Regions from separate parts of the Nothobranchius furzeri genome. Here region 1 is linked to region 2. A link is a contact called in public Micro-C data. All regions are on one chromosome and are shown on one strand. Each heading gives the region's core, a stretch centred on a gene start, on an enhancer-like site or on the middle of the called end of the contact. The rest is flanking DNA. Distances are from core to core; before and after follow the strand shown. Region 1 has its middle 23 kb from the start of morf4l1. Region 2 has its middle 17 kb from the start of LOC129153703.

What was found. A called contact is a pair of places that touch in the nucleus more often than the background predicts.
Region 1: a Micro-C map of tail fin shows a contact between it and region 2, with 6 times the contacts expected there. The contact joins two enhancer-like sites. A contact is called at or near these places in 2 of 2 Hi-C or Micro-C datasets (skeletal muscle and tail fin).

Annotation. Positions count from the first base shown.
Region 1 is chr4:65,710,086-65,714,699 of NfurGRZ-RIMD1, reverse strand. No RefSeq gene overlaps it. Among protein-coding and RNA genes, the nearest start is that of morf4l1, 23 kb to the left of the region's middle. Within about 2 kb of position 3,034, at least 1 of the 3 cell types and tissues checked has an H3K27ac peak or open chromatin away from gene starts, as enhancers often do. A contact at or near this core is called in tail fin, where this site is marked.
Region 2 is chr4:65,555,252-65,560,130 of NfurGRZ-RIMD1, reverse strand. No RefSeq gene overlaps it. Among protein-coding and RNA genes, the nearest start is that of LOC129153703, 17 kb to the right of the region's middle. Within about 2 kb of position 2,235, at least 1 of the 3 cell types and tissues checked has an H3K27ac peak or open chromatin away from gene starts, as enhancers often do. A contact at or near this core is called in tail fin, where this site is marked.

The DNA of each region.
Region 1 (4,614 bases), core at 1,785-4,284, 150 kb before region 2:
AACACTGGGAACTGGCAGCTCTGAATATCTAAACAGATAACCCTCATTAGGCAGAGAACGGAGCTAAAACACCTTTTCATGTCACCACAGTAAACAGCTTAATGTGCACCTCTTTCATCTTCTTCTCTCCCGTGTTTCCACGATTCTTTGATCCACGCCGGAGTGCCCGGGTGTGATCTCACCTCTTCAATGCAGATTTGCTTCTAGATTAATTATTTTTTTCTGATAAAATAGTTCTAAAAACATCCACTCACTTCATAAACACAAGGTTGAGAATTCTGGTGAAGTCTGAGATCTCTAAAGACCAAAAAGGTGCTTTGTTATTTTTTTGACAAATTTATTTGCAGACTTATTATTATTATTATTATTATTATTATTATTATTATTATTATTATTATTATTATTATTATTTAATAATAGTCTCGTCTACATAAAATTAGATAATGCCAATATTTCCACAGAGAGAATTTCATTTGGACACAAATATCTTTATGCAGTAAAGTGCTGGAGCAGGAACAGAGTAGGTGTTTGGAAAGTCTCAGGGTTGATTTTTTAAAACCAACTATCTGAAAATGTGAGCTGTAGCTTCAGTTTTATTTGCATTTAGGTGCAAAATAAAATAAACTGTTCCATATTTATCCTGCAGAGGGCAGACTTGGCTGAGAAATAAGTCACCAGAAAAAGAAAAAGCTGGGGGAAGGTTCTCAAGTCTGACCCACAAAGTATTTTTCTTTTGGTAAAGTTTTTCCCTTTGTCCTTCAGTTGTAATATTTATACAATGTTTTCTTGTTTTTGATGTTTAATTTTTGGAAATAAACATGTTTCTGCTTCTCATAATTTATCTGAAATGGACATTTTGATATTATTATGATGCATTTTTTTTAATGAAAAATCACACGTCCAGTGTTGCTGCAGGTCAAATCGGCAAAACATCCACATCCTCAGAAGAAATTAATATTACGAAAAAACATTAATGAAAATTTCACACTCTCTTGGAAATTCTTTTCAATATTTTGAAGTACAAAATCATAACACCCACACTGTTCACACACTCAGATCCATAAAATCAGGTTCAGGGTTTCCAGATGAGACGCTAGCTAGCGGTTTGATCCAATGTATTTAAACACAAGCCTTTTAGAGTCTGCAGTTGTGTAATGCAAAAAATAAAATTAAAATTTCCCTGTCAGAGATTTTGAATGAAAAATCACTTCCAAATTGAGCCAACTTCAACTCAAAATCAGACAATTTAAAACCAATAGCATGAAAAGCAGAGGCTGTTTGTTCCAAAGTGAAAATAAATCTGCTGATTTTTCTGAAACATGCATAAAAATGCTAGCATTGCTCTTTTTTTTTACATTTTATATCAACTCTAGTACCTCAAGCATTTACAACATCATTAAAGAATCTAAATCTTTATGTATGAGAAGCTGCTTCTCTCAGACACACACAGGCAGTGTCAAAGTTCAGATTTCCAGGATGCTGATATCTCATTAGGAGGCCTGAACCATGACTGTTCCCCCTCCAACTGAGCTGTCGGTCAGTTCCAGGCTGAGTAATTCCTTCTGACCTCGACGTGCCACAGCGTTGCCCTCCATGCTCCAACTATCCATGTTGCTTGTTGACAGCTGCTCCCTTCAGGAGCTGCTTGGGACTGGCCTGATGCTGACCTCCTGCCAGTCTGCTGAAAAGGAGGTTTGTGTGTGTGTGTGTGTGTGTGTGTGTGTGTGTGTGTGTGCGTGCGTGCGTGCGTGCGTGCGTGCGTGCGTGCATGTGTGTGTGTGTGTGTGTGTGGTGTAGAAGGAGAGTAACAAGGAGTATTAACACACAAATACACATGGAGCACACACAAATATCAGATTTAATCACAGGGTTTATTGTCCACAAATTTCCAAGTTGCAAAGTGGAAATTCATCAAATTACTGCTTGTTTTTTTTTTTTTTTTCCCCCACAGGAATTTTTTATGCTTTATGAATTGTCGTTAGATGCAGAATGACACCTGTGTTTGAAGGGCTGTTACCTCATTGGCAAGTTGGTACACTGGAGAGTGAGCTGGCTGCATGTCTGAGCTGACTGTGGGAACAGAGAGTGGTGTCTTATTATAATCTTAGAGGAAAATGTTAGGTTTCCTTCTTGCTCATAAATAGTCTATCATCGCTGAGCGTGCGGCACATAGAAGAGCAAAAATTAGCCCATATTTTAGTGCTGTACATCAAACAGAACTGGCAGAGAATCAATTAATGATTAATATGCCATCTGTTGGTGGTGGCGGCGTGTTGAATATGAAAACAACTCCCATCGGATGCTTAACCACCTGATACCATTGTGTTGAAACACAACAACAAAGCTGTTGGAAGTGCAGTGGAACGGAGTGAGCTCAAATGTTTTGAACCACCTCCATGATAACATGAGAAATTTATGGTTCCAGTGGGAAAAAAATACATCTACAAGCCCCCCAACAGCGAGGCGTGCATGCAGAAATCTGCTGCTGGAAAACATCCCACCCAAAGGCAACGCTCCGTTCGTGCTGCAGAGGAGGATGTTGTGGATGAATCTTTGTCAGAGAGCGCTCTAACCCCCAAGGCCCAAGCGAGGAGAGACAGGAAACAGTTGTGCTGCTGGTCGACTGAAGTGGTTCATGGGACTTTCCCACATGCCCCGGGACGCTCCTCTTTCAGCCTGGTCTGTGGTTGGAGCGTGTGTCTGCACCACTTCACACCAGGGAGAGAAGAGGAGAGGAAAAGAGGTGGGGGCATGCAGGAGAAGTTGGAGAAAACTTTTCAGAGGGGATTCATTGCCCCTTAGCTGAGAGAACAGCATAAATTATTTGTGCTGGCAGATGTTCACAGACCCAAATCTGCATGAATTTGTAGAGCTGGCAGGCTTCCCTCAGCCAAACGTACTGGTTTTCAACATGCGTGCAGAAGCAGTTGTTATTCTGGCTGTTTTACAGAGAGCATTAATCTGAGCTGTCAGCACCACCAACCACTTTGGTGGAAATTGTTTCACTCCTTAATAAGGGCACTCTGGTGCTAGATTACATGTGGCGGTGAGGGTAACATTCTTGGTGGGTCTGTCATCATGTAGTCGTTCTCCAACAGCGAGGCTTCTGTGTTTGGCCTGTAGCATATTTCTGTAACCAGGAGATGAAAAGAATTCTCTAAGTAGACATTAAATGGAACCACCAGCTCTCAAATTCTCACTTTTAATGACAATGCAGAGCGCCTCCTGCCAGGAAATGGGAGAAATCGGATACTGCATAGACCAATCAGTGTTGTTCCCTAAACGGTTTAACTGAAAACAAATTGTCTGCCACATGTATGAATATTTTCCCAGACAGGTTTATTTAGAAAGTAGGCTTGAAGTGGTAAGATAGCACTAAAACAGATCCTTTAAGGCTTAAATAAACAGTTGAGATCTTTTGAAATGGTCATTTGTTGAACATTTGTGGACAGTTAGTATCTTAGCTGTTGTAGATCGCTTGACACAAATTATTTTTTTTTTTTTTGACTGAGTCACTATATAAAAGCAAAGTATCAACTTCAGACTTTACTGGCAAACATTTACTGTATTTCTTTTGGGGGATACATTTCAAACTCACAACTGTGGCAGCAGTTTTTATTGGCTTTATTCTGACTGAACATAAAGACCTCACAATAACATGTTTAGACGTATTTGGCCTGAATTTTCTGATTATTTTCTGATATTTAAATTCCACCCTAAAGTCTAATTTAGTCTGTTGTCATTCTCCACAGTTAGATTAGTCATTCTCCTAATCTGGCTCTATTCTGTTAGCTTGATCTTAGCATAAGTGAATGGTAATTACCATTTCATATGAAAGTCAAGTAAGGTATTCGATGATGATCCTAGTTTTTCTTGGTGACCTCATATCAAAATGCAATTTGAAATAATAAACATGGAGGAAACACAAGAGCTGATTTTGACTTGGGACTACATTACGACTAATAACTGTAAGCTATTGCTACAAGGCACAATGACATGACGCAGAACTCACCTTTTACTGTCATTCGGGTGAAATGTTGTAAATGTTATACAGTAAACTTGGAAATGCCAATGTCTGCCAGACATGCTGCTGCTTCATGTCGTTGTGCCTTGCAGCAGTGACTTACAGCGGTGCTAGTTGTTACCATCAGTGTTGGGCAAGTTACTTCAAAACTGTAATGCATTATTTATTACTTGTTACCTCATTTTAAAGTAATTCATTACATTACAATATTACTGATTTTAAAATGTACGGCATTACACTACTTTTGCATTACTCTAAGTTACTTTCAACAAAACAACTTCAGTATGAGTTTGGTAATCGGATGCCTGGTGAACTCATGACACATCCGGTGGAAGGTGATGTGGTGTCTGAGCTAGGATTGCTGTTAAAACAGTTCTTTAGAATGATTGTTTATTAAATAAAAGCAACAACAATCTGTACTCTCAGCACGCTGCCATCTTAGATTAACTGAGCAGGAAGTGAGGTGGTGGGGGCTCCAAGCCTATATTTGCCTTGGACCCCAAATGCCTTGATACGGCCCTGGATGTGGGACTGACTTCTGGGGTGATCTAATTCTATCACATGTATAAATATTGAATGCTTATATATTG
Region 2 (4,879 bases), core at 986-3,485:
TGCTGGACCTGACCGCAGCTTTTGACACTGTTGACCATCACCTGCTACTGGAGAGGCTGAGAGACTGGGTAGGCCTATCAGGATCTGCTCTGGAGTGGTTCTCCTCTTATCTCTCTGAGCACTCCTTTTCTGTGGCCATCTCCAAGTTTAGGTCCTCCACCACCTCTCTTACCCATGGTGTCCCACAAGGTTCTGTGCTGGGGCCTCTGCTCTTCCTCCTCTATCTGCTTCCTCTTCAGCACATCCTGAGCTCCTTCAAAGAAATCTCCTACCATCTTTATACAGATGCCATCCAACTGTACATCTCCTTCAAGCCCCATGAGATGTCTAAGCTACAGCTGTTACACACCTGCTTAGACTCTATCAAAACCTGGATGGCTGGGAGCTTTCTTCAGCTGAATGAAGATAAGACTGAGATCCTCATCTGTGCCCCAGACAAGCTCGTTCCCAAAGTCAGAGACTCTCTTGGTCAGCTTGCTTCTCACACTAAACCCTCTGTCAGGAATCTTGGCGTGACCTTTGACCCAGCTCTCACCCTGGATTATCATGTCAGTCCTCTTGTTCGCTCTTCCTTCTTCCATCTCAGGAACATTGCTAAGCTGAGTCCCATTCTGTCCCGCTCTGAACTTGAGACAGTTATCCACACCTTCATCTGCTTAGACTACTGTAACTCTCTTTTCACGTGTCTGAGCAGAACCTCCCTGAACCGTCTACAGGTGGTTCAGAATGCCTGTGCTTGGCTTCTGACCAAGTCCTCCAAACACACCCACATCACCCCGCTTCTCCTCCAGCTTCACTGGCTGCCAGTCAACTTCAGGGTTCATTTCAAGATCCTGGTTCTGGTCTATAGGGCCTTACATTGACAAGCACCATCTTACTTTGGTGATCTTCTCAGTCCCTAACCCCCAGCAGGTCCCTGAGGTCCAGTGAGCAAAGCCTACTGGTTGTGCAGCACCAGGCTAAAGACCAAAGGTGACAGATCATTTGCTGCTGTGGTCCCCAGACTCTGGAACTCTCTCCCCCTGAGCCTGAGGTCAGTGGACTCAGTGGTCTCCTTTAAAAAGCAGCTGAAGACTCACTTGTTCAAGCTGGCTTTTGTATGACCTTCTTCACAACTCTCTCTTTATTCTACTCCCCCCACCTATTCCACCTTCCTCAGGATCCACTGATTTCCCTCTTTCCTATTCTCTCTCTCTTTCTTAACATTTTTTATCACAATTGTCTCTTTTTGCTCATTTTAAATATATTTTTAAACATTTTCTAAATGCTTTTTTATATTTTTACATTTTTTTGTTTTTGTGAAGCGCCTCGTGATTTTTATCTTGAGAGGCGCTATAGAAATGAGATTTTCTACTTCTTCTTCTTAGGACTCTGGAAGGGGCTGTATAAATACAGGACTTTTACCTGTGTGATATGAGTGAAAGGACTCCCTACCTATGGCAACCATGCCAGATTGTGTTGCCTCTGATCACCCAATGCATGTTCACCTGGGACTTATTTGTTTCCACCTGAGTTCCCCGTGATGTAAGCTCCCTGCAGCCACAGCTCTGATACCAGATCATCTAGAGACCAGATGCAGCCTGTTCCTGTTCACATCCAGTCAAATAAATCCTCGAGTCCAAGTCCTCTGAACCTGAACCAGTCAACCCTCTGTGTCTGAGAACAAAACATCTCATCAGCTGGACTGAATTTGGTGAAAATCCAAGAAAACAAGCTATTCACCATGATACGTCACATTTTTATTCAAGAAAATTAAATTGCATATTTTTATGTCGATCCTAAATTATTTGTTGGTTGGAAAAACTTTTTTTCTTGCAAAAGCAAAATATGAGTCATGAGCGTATGTACAGTCTGTGGTCATGAGCAATAGTCAGAAAACAGTGAATAATAAACAGTTTTTTGTGCTTTTATGCTTTTTTATAAATTAAACTGAGGCAAATGTGAAAAAAAATTATTAAATGGCACAGGATGATTAAAATATCACTCAGACACAAGTATCATTCATGCCACTGCATGCTTTATGTGGTGAAGTGATTGTAAACGGCCTCTAGCAATGACTTCACACACAGTTTACCCTTCCACACCACATTTTTTAAATTGAATAATTAATCTAGTAGCTGTGCAATGGCACACGGCTGCCAAATTAAAATAATCAGGTCATTCATTCTGGCAGTTGTTTGACAGTGAATAAACAAAAAACAAAGCGTCTTTGAAGAAGCTGAAATGTTCACAGAACTGTCAACAGGTCCTGGCTTGTCTGCAAAGTGCTTACGGCCACGGCGCTGAGGAATGAGTGCCGGGACTCTTGACATCCAACAATAACATCCACGTTAGAGACAGGTGATAAAAGAAATGTCATTCCTGTCAAACATGGAAGCCACTGAGGGGGGGAAAGTAAGCAGAAGTTTGTCTTCTTCCGCTTTCTTATTATCTTTATTATTATTACCAGAGCGGGCAGTCAAGGTTCACTAACAGAGCACACTTAACCGTGTATGCTGTAACATACACAACCCACACACACACACACACACACACATCTCCTGCCTGTCCTAACACCAGCCCTGCTCTGTGTGCTCTGCTAATATTGACTCTCCTGACTAACACTGCCTCTACTGAGTCAAACACAGAACTGTTTGACTAGAATTAGAACATCATTGAGATAACAGCCGCGGCCTGTCCAGGCTGGAGCTTTGGTGTTAAAGTAAAGCAGAAGAACCACCAATGATCAGAGAAGGTACAGAGGTGGACTTCACAACCAGCCTGGTGGATAAATGTTTTCACAATTTGACACTGAGTCACTGAGGCCACCGTGTTGTATGTGTTGCTGGGATGATGTCAAACGTCTTGGCAGGGAGGAATTAAAACTTTGTTTATATTGCAAAAGATGCTTTTTAATTTTCTGGTTGTAGGTCATTCTTATCGCTGGTTACACACCACAGTCATAAAGTTTATAGCTCCATCCAGCTACAAAACACACACACACAGATGACAAAACATACTTGACTATTCACCACATGCAGGCTTCTGACCTGCTTGGTAGCTTTTTTCTCACGTCTGCATTTCAATCTCTTTCTAAACTATCCTCTTTGTTTTTCACATCGAGTCTTTGAGCTCCTACTTAGCTCAGTGCTTACTACTAATCGTGTCTTTTTATCAGCACTTTTACTGTAACCTTTTTATATAGATAAAGTAAAATAAATGGTTTTATACACCCACATGTTTGCACAGCTCTGAACTGATTAAAAAAATTAAACTAATAAAACTGTGACTGAATTTATCCTTCACTGGCAGTCTGATCATCCAGTGGATTTGCCAAAATAAATAAAATAACTCAAAGCCTTACAAGGTGATCTATTCATCTCAAAAAGGGCCAAACTTCCCCAATTCCATAGTTGACTTTATTGATTTTGTGACAAAGTAGACTGAATCCAACAGGAAACAGAGAGGACAGGTAGAAAGACAAACAAAAGATGAAAAATGGAGTGGGAGACCAGGGCAGGGGAAGAGAAACGGGGGAAGAGTGGAGGACGACAACTAACAAATACCTTAGCTAAATAAATCCATCCTTTATCTGTACCTGCTCATCAATGCTTGTTTTGTCAAATTTTTTTGTCATAAATGCTCAAGACATGTTTGAATTTGGCCCTCTTTTATGTTGATTTTATCTCACAGTTTTCATTGGTTCACTTTTTCCCTTGTTTTACACATTTGTCTTCTACTTAGAATGTTTCACCTTTTTTGTCATTTGTAATCTGTAATTTGAATTGCTTTTATTTTCTGATTTATTCACTTTCTTTAACTTTGTACTGTACCATGTTCAGCGCCTTGGGATTCCTGACAGGGTTGCGGAAGGCGCCTTATAAATAAAGCTTTGATTGATTGATTGAATGCAGGGTTGTGGGGGGTTGGTGGCTATCTCCAGCAGTCTCTGGGCAAACAGGGTACACCCTGGACAGGATGCCAGTCCTTCACGGGACAACACAGATACACACAGGACAAGTAGCCATGCACACGCGCGCGCACACACACACACACACACACACACACACACACACACACACACCTAAGTGCAAGATTTGACAGACCAATGAACCTGACAGTCATGTTTTTGGACTGTGGTAAAAAGTCGAGGTACCGGGAGAGAACACAGGCGTGCAAAAGGAGAACATGCAAACTCCATGCACAAAGACTTCAGGTCAGGATTTGAACCTGGGACCTGCATGCTGCAAGGCAACAGTGACAATCACTGCACCACTGTGCAGCCCCAGTAAAAAAAAAAAATATTTATATTTGCTCTATGTGAAACTGTATTAATAGGTTATATCTAAAAGTGATATCATGAGTGAAAATTAGCATCTTTTATGCAAAACACACAACAATGTTTCCATTGGTGTTTTATTGCTTTAGTAGTGATTCATCAAGGTTGGGTAAACTTACCTGCTATATATGTGTATAATGTACAGCACTTTGGGTTTCCTTTGGATTGTTAAAAGAATTATAAATAAAACTGATGACGATAACGATGATGAATCATTGCAGGAGAGACTTTATGAAAGTGCTGCAAATGTTATTGAAGCAGTTTGGAGTACCACAGCTAGCTAGCTCCACGGTTAATTCTTGCTGCAAATATCAATACGATAGAACACCATGCATGTCGGTTAGGATTAGTGTCTGTATGAATCACTGTGGCATTCGTTGAGATTCAAGTGGTTTTGTAAGAGCAGTAATCCACTGTCTGCCTGATCTGGTTTGGCCAGAACTGGTCTGAAGTCATTCACAGAGCTAAACATCAGGACATTTCACAGCTGAGAAGATGAACGACCATCCCCCTAGTGGCCACTTCCAGTACAAGTTTTAAGTCCCGCCTCTTCCATGTAAA